Regions from separate parts of the Sus scrofa genome. Here region 1 is linked to region 2. Evidence: chromatin contacts called from public Hi-C data. All regions are on one chromosome and are shown on one strand. The core of a region is the stretch at or near the end of the contact, and the rest is flanking DNA. Distances in the headings are between cores, read along the strand shown.

What was found. A called contact is a pair of places that touch in the nucleus more often than the background predicts.
Region 1: a contact with region 2 is called in a Hi-C map of embryonic fibroblasts, with 3 times the contacts expected there. The contact joins two enhancer-like sites. A contact is called at or near these places in 14 of 47 Hi-C or Micro-C datasets (alveolar macrophages, brain, embryonic fibroblasts and 7 more) and 1 of 2 datasets of contacts at active chromatin or transcription factors (skeletal muscle).

What each region holds. Positions count from the first base shown.
Region 1 is chr11:48,142,985-48,148,195 of Sscrofa11.1, forward strand. No RefSeq gene overlaps it. Among named protein-coding and RNA genes, the nearest start is that of LMO7, 230 kb to the left of the region's middle. Within about 2 kb of position 2,642, at least 23 of the 83 cell types and tissues checked have an H3K27ac peak or open chromatin away from gene starts, as enhancers often do. A contact at or near this core is called in embryonic fibroblasts, where this site is marked.
Region 2 is chr11:47,974,032-47,978,981 of Sscrofa11.1, forward strand. All of the region lies in intron 2 of LMO7 (LIM domain only protein 7), which reads left to right. Among named protein-coding and RNA genes, the nearest start is that of LMO7, 65 kb to the left of the region's middle. Within about 2 kb of position 3,195, at least 4 of the 83 cell types and tissues checked have an H3K27ac peak or open chromatin away from gene starts, as enhancers often do. A contact at or near this core is called in embryonic fibroblasts, where this site is marked.

The DNA of each region.
Region 1 (5,211 bases), core at 1,392-3,891, 170 kb after region 2:
GTTTGATGGCTTTGTTTTCATTACTTTGTTTGGCAGTAGTTGAAGATATTCTGCATTTTTTCCTTTGCAAAGAAAAAAAAAGAAAAATTTCAAATGTGCTGACCTTTTCCTTGATAAGTGGCAGCCTGTCGTTTTCCTAGTAGATATTTAAAATACAAAAACAAGCTTAATTATCTTGTATGATAAAGGTAACTTTAAAAATAAATAAGAAAATATGTGTCCCTCTTTGCAGGAAACATACTATGAGAAATTAATATGTAAAAAGTTTCCATTGTTATCGGTTTTGTTAAATTAAAAAAACCTTGTAAATATTTTACACATAAAAAATTCTCATTAGAAACGAATTGATATATTTTTAGCAGAATTTGAACCAGTTCGTTTATATATACACAAAAGGCAGAGTCAGTGAGTGATAGGTAGTAGGATGGAGAATTAACTAGCTCATCTTTAACAAAATGGTAGCAGGCATTTAGGAATGAGTAGTCACTTAGTAAGTTACTAAGGGTGACTCAGTAAACCTGCCAGGGACAAACTCCTTCCACCTGCCTTTTTGGGCCAGCCTTGCACACCCAGGAGGCTGGTACACTTGTCCACAACCAAATCTTCCAGTCTTTTTATCATGAAGACATTTTGTAAAATCAGAGTATTCAGGAGTTCTCTTGTGGCACAGTGGATTAGGGATGTGGTGCTATTACTGCTGTGGCTTGGATCACTGTTGTGGCATGGGTTCAATCCCTGGCCCAGGAACTTCTGCATGCAGCAGGTGCAGCCAAAAAGGAAAAAAAAAAAAAGAGTTAATCATATAATCATATTGTGATTCACAAAATACCTAGAAAAATAAATATTTTGAGGGAGGAAAGTTTTTGTTGTTGTTGGGATTTTTTTGCTTTGTTTTGTTTTTTGTTTTTGTTTTCTTTTTTTTTTTTTAATGGCCGCACTTGTGGCATATGGACGTTCCTGGCCTAGGGGTTGCAGCTGCTGGCCTATGCCAGAGCCTCAGCAACACTGAGTCCCAGCTGTATCTGCAAACTACACTGCAGCTTGCCACAATTCTGGATCCTTAACCCACTGAAAGAGACCAGAGATGGAACCTACATCCTCACAGAGACAACTTCAGGTCCTTAACCTGTTGAGCCACATTGGGAACTCCAAGGGAGGAAAGATTTTTTTTTTAATACCGATAAATAAATAGTTTCATATACTGTTTTGATATTTACCTCTTTTTTACCTTCCATTTTCAGCATATTTTAATGTACCCAACCTATTACAGTGCTTATATATGATCTATTATTAAATATTAATATTGGGAGCTATGTGGTCTACTTTTAATCCTTTCCTAAAATAAGGTGATTTTAAAAGTTGGAATTAAAAATGTTTACAGTTCTGGCATCTGAAACCCAAAGAAGTAATGTGAATTGATGAATGCGTCTCAGACCAGACTGGAACTTAGGTCTTGCCCTGTTTGGGGTGTTCCCATCTTAAACCCTTTAAATGTCTTTTTAAAATTACTTTAAGTGAAGGAGGTTGCCCTAAAACACATATACATCCATTGGAGAATTGGAGCATTGGCAGTAGGACCCATTCTATTGTTTACATGGTTATAATATATCTGGGGGTAGAAACTTGAACTTTCAGGGACTCGGATCTCCATGTGAAAAGCTGTTGGTGATCAGAGCAAGAAATTGATCTCACCCTGAATTCTGCATTTTTCCATTAAGAGCTGTATTTGTCCATCCACCCACTCCCCGACCCCATGCCCAGCTTCTTGATAGTTGGATCCAAGTTTTCTAAATTTTTGGTATCTTCTTGGCAATTAGCACTTAGAATGAGGGGCAGATGGTGTGACAGTTGGACAACAGTGCTGAGTCATATGTGTAACCTTGAGTGACTTACTTTCCTTCTCTGTGCCTCAGTTTTCTTATACGTAAAACAAAAATGATACAAGGATTCCTAATAGTCTATATCTTATGAGCCTTCTATGACCAAGAACAGTCCCAAGGCAATTCATGTAAAATGCTTAGAAAAGTGGTTGGCAAATAGAAACAAACAACGCGTGTTAACTTTTAGCTGAACAGCTTATGCTGAGTGTTGGAAGAATAAACAAACTATCTTCTAAAAACTTTATTTCAGTTTTTGAGATAGTACAGGATTGACACAGGTAAAAAAAAATCAGCAATAAAAGAGCAGAATGCAACTATGTTCCTATTTCTGTTAAAGATTTATTCGTAGCATAACATTCTTTTTATGTATTTCTAACACACTAGGGGGCAGTGTTGGCACAATATTGGGGGGAAAAAACACCCAGGGGTTTTTTTTTTTTTTTTTTTTTCTTCCTCCTTTCCCCTTCCTGTTTGATAACTTTCTAGTTAGTTTTGGAATCAACGATCAGCCCAGTATTAGTAGTCTGGGCACAGCCCAGTGCTGAATCCTGCAGGAGAGGGGCTGAAGGATTAACAGGAAATTCAAATGATCCTTGCTTCATGAGCACAAATCCAAATCCAGGCTGTTACAAGCGGAGAAGCTCTGGGTTACTGCGCTTTTTTTTTTTTATTTCCCCTTTGTAGGAATAGGCTTAGGAACACTTTAGCTCACAACTCAGGGCCCTGGAGTGTGCGTGACGGTCCCGGAGCACTGCCAGCTTGGAGAGGCGGTCCTGTCTCAGCAGTCTCCATGTTTCCTCAGTTAATGAGCCACCTCCTCTCTCTGGGCTGGGGTTGCTGCAGCCACAATCCATTCTCTTTGTGGGCGAGGTCAGTAATTGCCAGGAAGGTCAGATCGTGATTTTAAAACTACTGGATTGTTAGAACATTTTTTATTGTTCTAAGATTTTTTTTTTTTTTTTAGCCTGGAGCTTTTCTGAAGGTAGATGATCACCAGTTAAAAAATGCAGCTGCCACAACTGGGCAAAGCCCTGGGGCCACAGAAAACGATGACAATACTCCCTGCTCCTCCTTTGAATTACATTTTCACCATGTAAATTGAGTTCCCCATCTGCCAGATGAACTCTTGAAGGGATTTGGGCATATATCTATCTTTGTCTTTATATCTACACACATACACACACACAACACATTTTTATTCATTCAACTCACAAATATGTTTGGAATGCCCAGTATGACCTAGGCACTGTCTACCGGGGGAAAAAACAAAACAAACAAACAAACAAAAAACGCAACCTAAAAGTTGAGAATTAACATTTTATTTGGCAGGCAAAGTTGAGGACTTAAACCCGGAAGACAGGCAGCTCTGAGCAACTATTACCCAGGAGGTAAGGGAGAAACCAGGATACAAAGGAGTTGTTAACAACAAAAACCAGGCAGTTGGAAGACCAAAAGATTACTGTTAACTATTGAGTTCTCGTTGTGGCTCAGCAGACACATATCTGCCTAGTAATTGTGAAGATGCAGGTTTGATGCCTGGCCTCACTCAGTGGGTTAAAGATCTGGCCTTGCTGTGAGCTGTGGTATAGGTTGGAGATGCAGCTCAGATCTGGCGTTGCGGTGGCTGTAGCGTAGGCCCATGGCTACAGCTCCCATTCGAGAACCTCCATATGCCTAGGGGTGCGGCTCTAAAAAGACAAAAGATAAAAAAAGGTTACTATTAAAGAAAAACCAGGCACCTCAAATTCATGTGTTTCGTGCTTTTCTATATATGGGAAGATGCATGAGCCTGGGCTCACTGAAATCATTCCTTTTTATATGCACCTCAGCTATCTAGGGCCACTATCCTGCTTTTCTCCATCCTTCAGGATACTCGGTTGGGTGTGGCTGCGGTGGCTACTTGAGGGCTGGCGCATCCTTTGTTTCCTGATATGGCAGGTGACATTTTTCATCCACAGCACTAATATCGACAATGCAGAAAAAGCAGGACCAAAACACATAAGTCATCCCTCTTATGGCACTTGTATTATATAGTATGTGTAAATGTGGCAGGTGGTGTAAGTGCTGCGAAATAACTGGTGTAAAGGGAAATGAAGGGGATTCTTTTTTTTCTTTTTTGGCCACTCCATGGCCTGTGGAGCTCCCGGGCCAGGGATAAGATGGAGCAGCAGTTTGTTTTTTATTTTTTATGTATTAGAGTATTGTTGATATTTTATTTTACTATTTTATTAGAGTATAGTTGATTTACAGTGTTGTGTCAATTTCTGCTGTGCAGCAAAGTGACCCAGTCATATGTGTGTGTGTGTGTGTGTATATATATATATATATATATATATATATGTATGCATGCATATACATTCTTTCTCTCATACCACCTTCTATCATGGTCTCTGCCGGGAGGCTGGAGAGGGCCCTGTGTTAAACAGTAGGACCTCGTTGCTTGTCCATTCTAAATGTGATACTTTGCATCTACCAACCCCAAACTCCCAGTCCATCCCACTGCCTCCCTCTCCCCCTTGGCAACCACAAGTCTGTTCTCTACATCCATGAGTCTCTCTGTGTTTTGTAAGTAGGTTCATTTGTGCTCTATTTTAATTCCAAATATAAGTGATATCATGTTAGTTGTCTTTCTCTTACTTCACTTAGTTTGAGAATCTCGAGTTGCATCCATGTTGCTGCAAATGACATTATATCATTCTTTTTTATGGCTGAGTAGTATTCCATTGTGAATATATACCAGATCTTCTTAATCCATTCATCTGTCTATGGACAATAAAGTTTTTCTCCATGTCTTGGCTATTGTGAATAGTGCTGCAATGAACATAGAAGTGCATGTATCTTTTTGAATTGTAGTTTTATCCGGATATATGCCCAGGGAGTGGGATTGCTGGATCACATGGTAGTTCTATATTCAGTTTTCTGAGGAACTTCCTTGCTGTTTTCCATAGTGGTTGTTTGATCCACCTCCTAGAATAATGAAAAGACAAAGAAAAATAAACCATTGGGACCTAATTAAACCCAAGATGCTGTTTTGACATATGCTACAGATGTGGCAATGCCAGATCCTGTGCTGGGCTGGGGATGGAGTCTGTGTCTCAGCCCTGTAGAGATGCTGCCATCCCACTGTGCCAAAGCAGGAACTGCAGGGATTCTTTTTTAGATAGGGTGGCCAGGAAAGGATTCCTGAGCATGGAAATGTCAGAGCAGACACCTGCATTACTATCGATTTTTTCTGTCTCCCCCAGGTTCATGTGTTGCATCCTAATACCCCATGTGATGACATTTGGAGATGGGGCCTTTGGGAGGTAATTAGGTCATGAGAGTGGAGCCC
Region 2 (4,950 bases), core at 1,945-4,444:
ACTCAGTTTCAAGCCCTGGCCTTGCTCAGTGGGTTAAGGATCCAGCGTTGCTGTGAGCTGTGGGGTAGGTTGCAGACACAGCTCAGAATCCCAGTTGCTTCGGCTGTGGTGCAGTCCGGCAGCTGTAGGTCTAATTTGACCCCTAGCCTGGGAACTTCCATATGAGGCCCTAAAAAGACAAAAAAAAAAAAAAAATTATTAATGCTTCAAATTTTATAGTCTTGAAACAAATCATTCCAATAAGAAGAGGTGAAATTATTACCCAGCCAAGGATATTTTAAACTAAGATTAGACATGTTATGAAGCCCTCAGCAATATCTACTTTTTTTTTTTTTTTGTCTTTTTTAGGGCTGTACCCGCAGCATACAGAGGTTCCCAGGCTAGGGGTCTAATCAGAGCTACAGCTGCTGGCCTGGGCCACAGTCGCAGCAACTCGGAATCCGAGCTGTGTCTGTGTGTCTGCAACCTACACCACTGCTCATGGCAACGCTGGATCCTCGACCCACTGAGCGAGGCCAGGGATCAAATCCATATCCCATGGATATCAGTTACCACTGATCCATAAAGGGAACTCCAGCAATATCTACTTTTGAGATAATCTGGAACTTTGTTGATCTATTAAGGCCCTAGGAGAAACTTTGTTCTTACAAGTTGTTGGAGGAAAACCGATTTCTTAATCCTTCTGTTGTGGGGATGATAATTAATTGACAGCAGAGGCTAAGGTGGAGGCTCTGTATATAAGCTGTTTTCTATGGCTCTCTTTGTACACCTTACATGCGTTTTCTGTTTTGAAACCATGTGAGTAAAGTTTATTTTAAAAAGGTCGTAAGTACACTTAAGAAAACTTAGGGTCATGGAATTGTTTAGCTATAATGCAAAGATGATACATTTAAAAATAGAAAGATGCAAATACATAAAAGGAAGTATAATTAGAACATTTCTGTAAGTGAGGTAGTGGGCTAAAAATTTCACTTCGCAAATTTAGACTTAGGCCTATGAAATTATATGTAACCTTTAGGGGAGATAGGGATTTAGGGAGATAGTGCAGATTACGGTAGTAGCTTAATTTATTTATTCATATTCATTTATTTTTTTTGTCTTTTCTAGGGCCACACCTGTGGCATATGGAGGTTCCCAGCCTAGGGGTCTAATCGGAGCTGTAGCCGCTGGCCTACACCAGAGCCACAGTAACGCTGGATCCAAGCCACATCTGTGACATACACCACAGCTTATGGCAACGCCGGATCCTTAACCCACTGAGCGAGGCCAGGGACCGAACCCACAACATCATGGTTCCTAGTCAGATTGGTTAACCATTACGCCACCAAGGGAACTCCAGTAGCTTAATTTATATTGAACTTCTTTTGTATATAGGTTATAAGATGGTATTGAAGGCCTTTTTAAAAATCATCTTTTTTTTTTTTTTTTGGCTTTTTAGGGCTGCGCTTGAAGTATATGGAGATTCCCAGGCTAGGGGTCGAATTGAAGCTGTAGCCGTTGGCCTTCACCACAGCCACAGCAGCACCAGAACCAAGCTGAGTTGCAACCTACACCACAGCTCACTGCAACGCCGGATCCTTAACCCACTGAGCAAGGCCAGGGATTGAACCTGCATCCTCATGGATACTAGTCAGATTTGTTTCCGCTCAGCTACAATGGGAACTCATGGATATGTGTTTTTATTTCTCTTGGGTACATACCTAGAATAAACTGTAACTATCTCATTGGTTTTTTTTTTTTTTGCCATTTCTTGGGCTGCTCCCGCGGCATATGGAGGTTCCCAGGCTAGGGGTGGAATCGGAGCTGTAGCCACCGGCCTACGCCAGAGCCACAGCAACACGGGATCCAAGGCATGTCTGCGACCCACACCACAGCTCATGGCAACACCGGATCCTTAATCCGCTGAGCGAGGCCAGGGACTGAACCCGCAACCTCATGGTTCCTAGTCGGATTTGTTAACCACTGAGCCACGGCGGGAACTCCTGTAACTATCTCTTTGTTTCTTAGAAATGTGTTGTCAAGTGGAAGGAAGCTGACAAATGAATGGGTACCAGAAGGATGACATTGTCAGCTTGCAGCAAGGATCCATCAAGAATCATTTAGGCAGTCCAGTATCACGGGTCGCTTCAACTCCATCCCTTAATACTGAACTTACACTGGGGGAGTAAAGCATACCCTAAGTCCCAGGGATGAAACTATCAATTTGAAGTTCCTATAAAATAAGTGGTGACTCTCACCTGAGATACAGACACACAGTTTCCCAAAATGAATGCTTCCCACAGTGATGACTCTCATGGTAATTCACTGGGAGATAAGCAGGTAATTGTTGAGACTTGCTAATGTGTGTGGGAGACATTTCTGCACCGAACAATGATGTCTCCTGACTCTTGAGAACCCATGATTATATTAAGCATTTGAACTCTATTTGAAATATCCTGATAATGGATATTCACAGCTACATGCGCCTTGTGTTTTGTTTATTTAAAAGCTCCTTGATCTAGGAGAAAAAAGGTATGCACTAGACTAGGTGTTGGGTGGACTTTTTTCCCCTTGCAGTATTTTCCTTATTGTTTGCAACAGCACAAATTTGGAGTGTGAACCAGTATTTATGGACAAAATGTATTTATACTTTATTCTTTCGAAGTCGTTTTTGTGATTGTTAGCAGAACAAAGGATAGCTGTAAACCTGAGAGCATTTTTGTGTGTGATGTTTTTGGTGAATTTAACTAGCTGCTAATGGGGCTCAGGTTGTCTTAGATCTTGTATCTGGATGAAACTGGCACATAAAATTGTCAGCCCTGGAGCAAATCTTCCTTTCTTCCCTTGGTTTTATTTAGTTCTTTCCAGTTGTTTTCCATTGGTGGCTTATTAGTGGTTGTGGTTTAGCAAAAATAACTGGAGACTGTAAGCTAAGAGTTGGTAATGGTATCAGGATGTGGCTGCTTCTCCTGGACCAGAAATCATGTTGAAACTCATTTTTTTTTTTGCAGCCCCCCCCCCCCCCCCCCGCCCCTGCCACATCTAAGTGTACCTGGCATTTGGCCTAATGATGATGGAGTGAGAATTTGGAGTGTTTATGAGGACAGTTGGCTTTTAATTATCCAGGAGCTGTGTTCTTTTCTATCTGTCTCTCCTTCCTGGCTGTGTGAAGCCACGGGGCCCTTCCTAGGGGAGAGGTGGGAGGAGTAATTTGCACTCGCCACTGAGACCCAGGGCTTGTCGTGGGCAGCAGGGCAGAAAATGTTTAGATTTTTGACCACTATGAGATGTTGGATTCCATTCAGAATTCAGTGATCTGTGCAATTCTGATACCACTCTTGGAAGACTGTGAGTTGGCTTTGGTTTTGCTATCAGATGATGTTAGCATTGGCAAAAATTGTCCTGGTATACGCTGGGGATATTATGTAGTCCAAAGCCAAATCTTAAGAGGGGCTTGGAAATTATGCTGCTTGAGGCAGTGTTATTTTGCTGAATATACAAGTTAAACAAGAACATGCTGAAATTCAAAGGGTGAGCCGCATTTTAGAGAGATGCCTAGGCTCAAAATGCCATTTTGACCACAAATTTCAAAACAGGGTTGGACTTTTTAAGTGGAATTTCCAAGAATTGCTTCATCTTACTTTTACATTCCTAGTGCCGGCATCATGTCAGGTATGCACATAGCAGTTGTCATTACATGATTTTTTATTTTTTAAATTAAAAAATTTTAAATTATTTATTTATTTGTCTTTTTAGGACAATATCTCGGCAAATGGGGGTTCCCAGACTAGGGGTCAAATTGGAGCTGTAGCTGCCGGCCTACACCACAGCAGCTCGGGATCCGAGCCATGTTTGTGAGCTATACCACAGCTCACGGCAATGCTGGATCCTTAACTCACTGAGTGAGGCTGAGGATGAACCTGCGTCCTCATGGATACTAGTCAGGTTTGTTTCCCTGAGCCACTACAGGAACTCCCACATGATTTCTTAAATAAATGAGTAGCTTAATACTTTCTTAGTATCTTAGTTGAGAGTAATAAAGATAATTTATTTTATTCATTATTTAAAATATTTTTTATTGGAGTGTAGTTGATATACAAGGTTGTGTTAGTTTCATGTGTACAGTAATTTCAGTTATACATGTACTTACATCCATTCTTATTCAGATTCTTTACCCATATAGGTTATTACAGAATCTTTTTTATTTTATTTAATTTTTTAATTTTTTTACTTTTTGTGTTTTCAGGGCTGCACCTGTGGCATATGGAGGTTCCCAGGGTAGGGGTCTAATTGGAGCTGTAGCTGCTGGCCTATGCCAGAGCCACAGCAATGCCAGATCTGAGCCAAATCTGTGACCTACACCACAGCTCATGGCAGTGCCAGATCCTCAACCCACTGAGCGAGGCCAGGGATCGAACCCGCAACCTCATGGTTCCTAATCAGATTTGTTAACCACTGCACCACAACGGGAACTCCTATTACGGAATCTTAAGTTGAGTTTCTTATGCTATACAGAAGGTCTTTGTTGGCTGTTTTATGTATAGTAGTGCATGTTTATTTATACAAACCTCCTAATATATCTCTCCCCCCCTTCCCCCTTTGGTAACCAAGGAAAGATAATTGAAAAGGAAAGTTGAATTCTAATATATTCCTTAGTCTGGAAGAAATTGACGTAACAAATCAGTATGAAAAGCTCTTCACCCTGAGGTTTTCATCTGAGAATATTCCCTCTTGATGAGCTGCATCTCTGGAGTGACGTGTTTCTGTGGACTCCCGTATGTGTTTGTTCTTGGGCTGTTGACAAAACCAGGGTCGGTGATTTTGGGATTAGAGGCAGGCTCTTCCTCGGAGACACAACCAATCCCCACTCCTCCCATACCCATGAAATTTAGCCATTGGTTTTGCCTTTTTATTTTATTTTATTTTTCTGGTCTTGTTCTTCCTTGCTTAAAATGTTTGTGGTGCAGATAT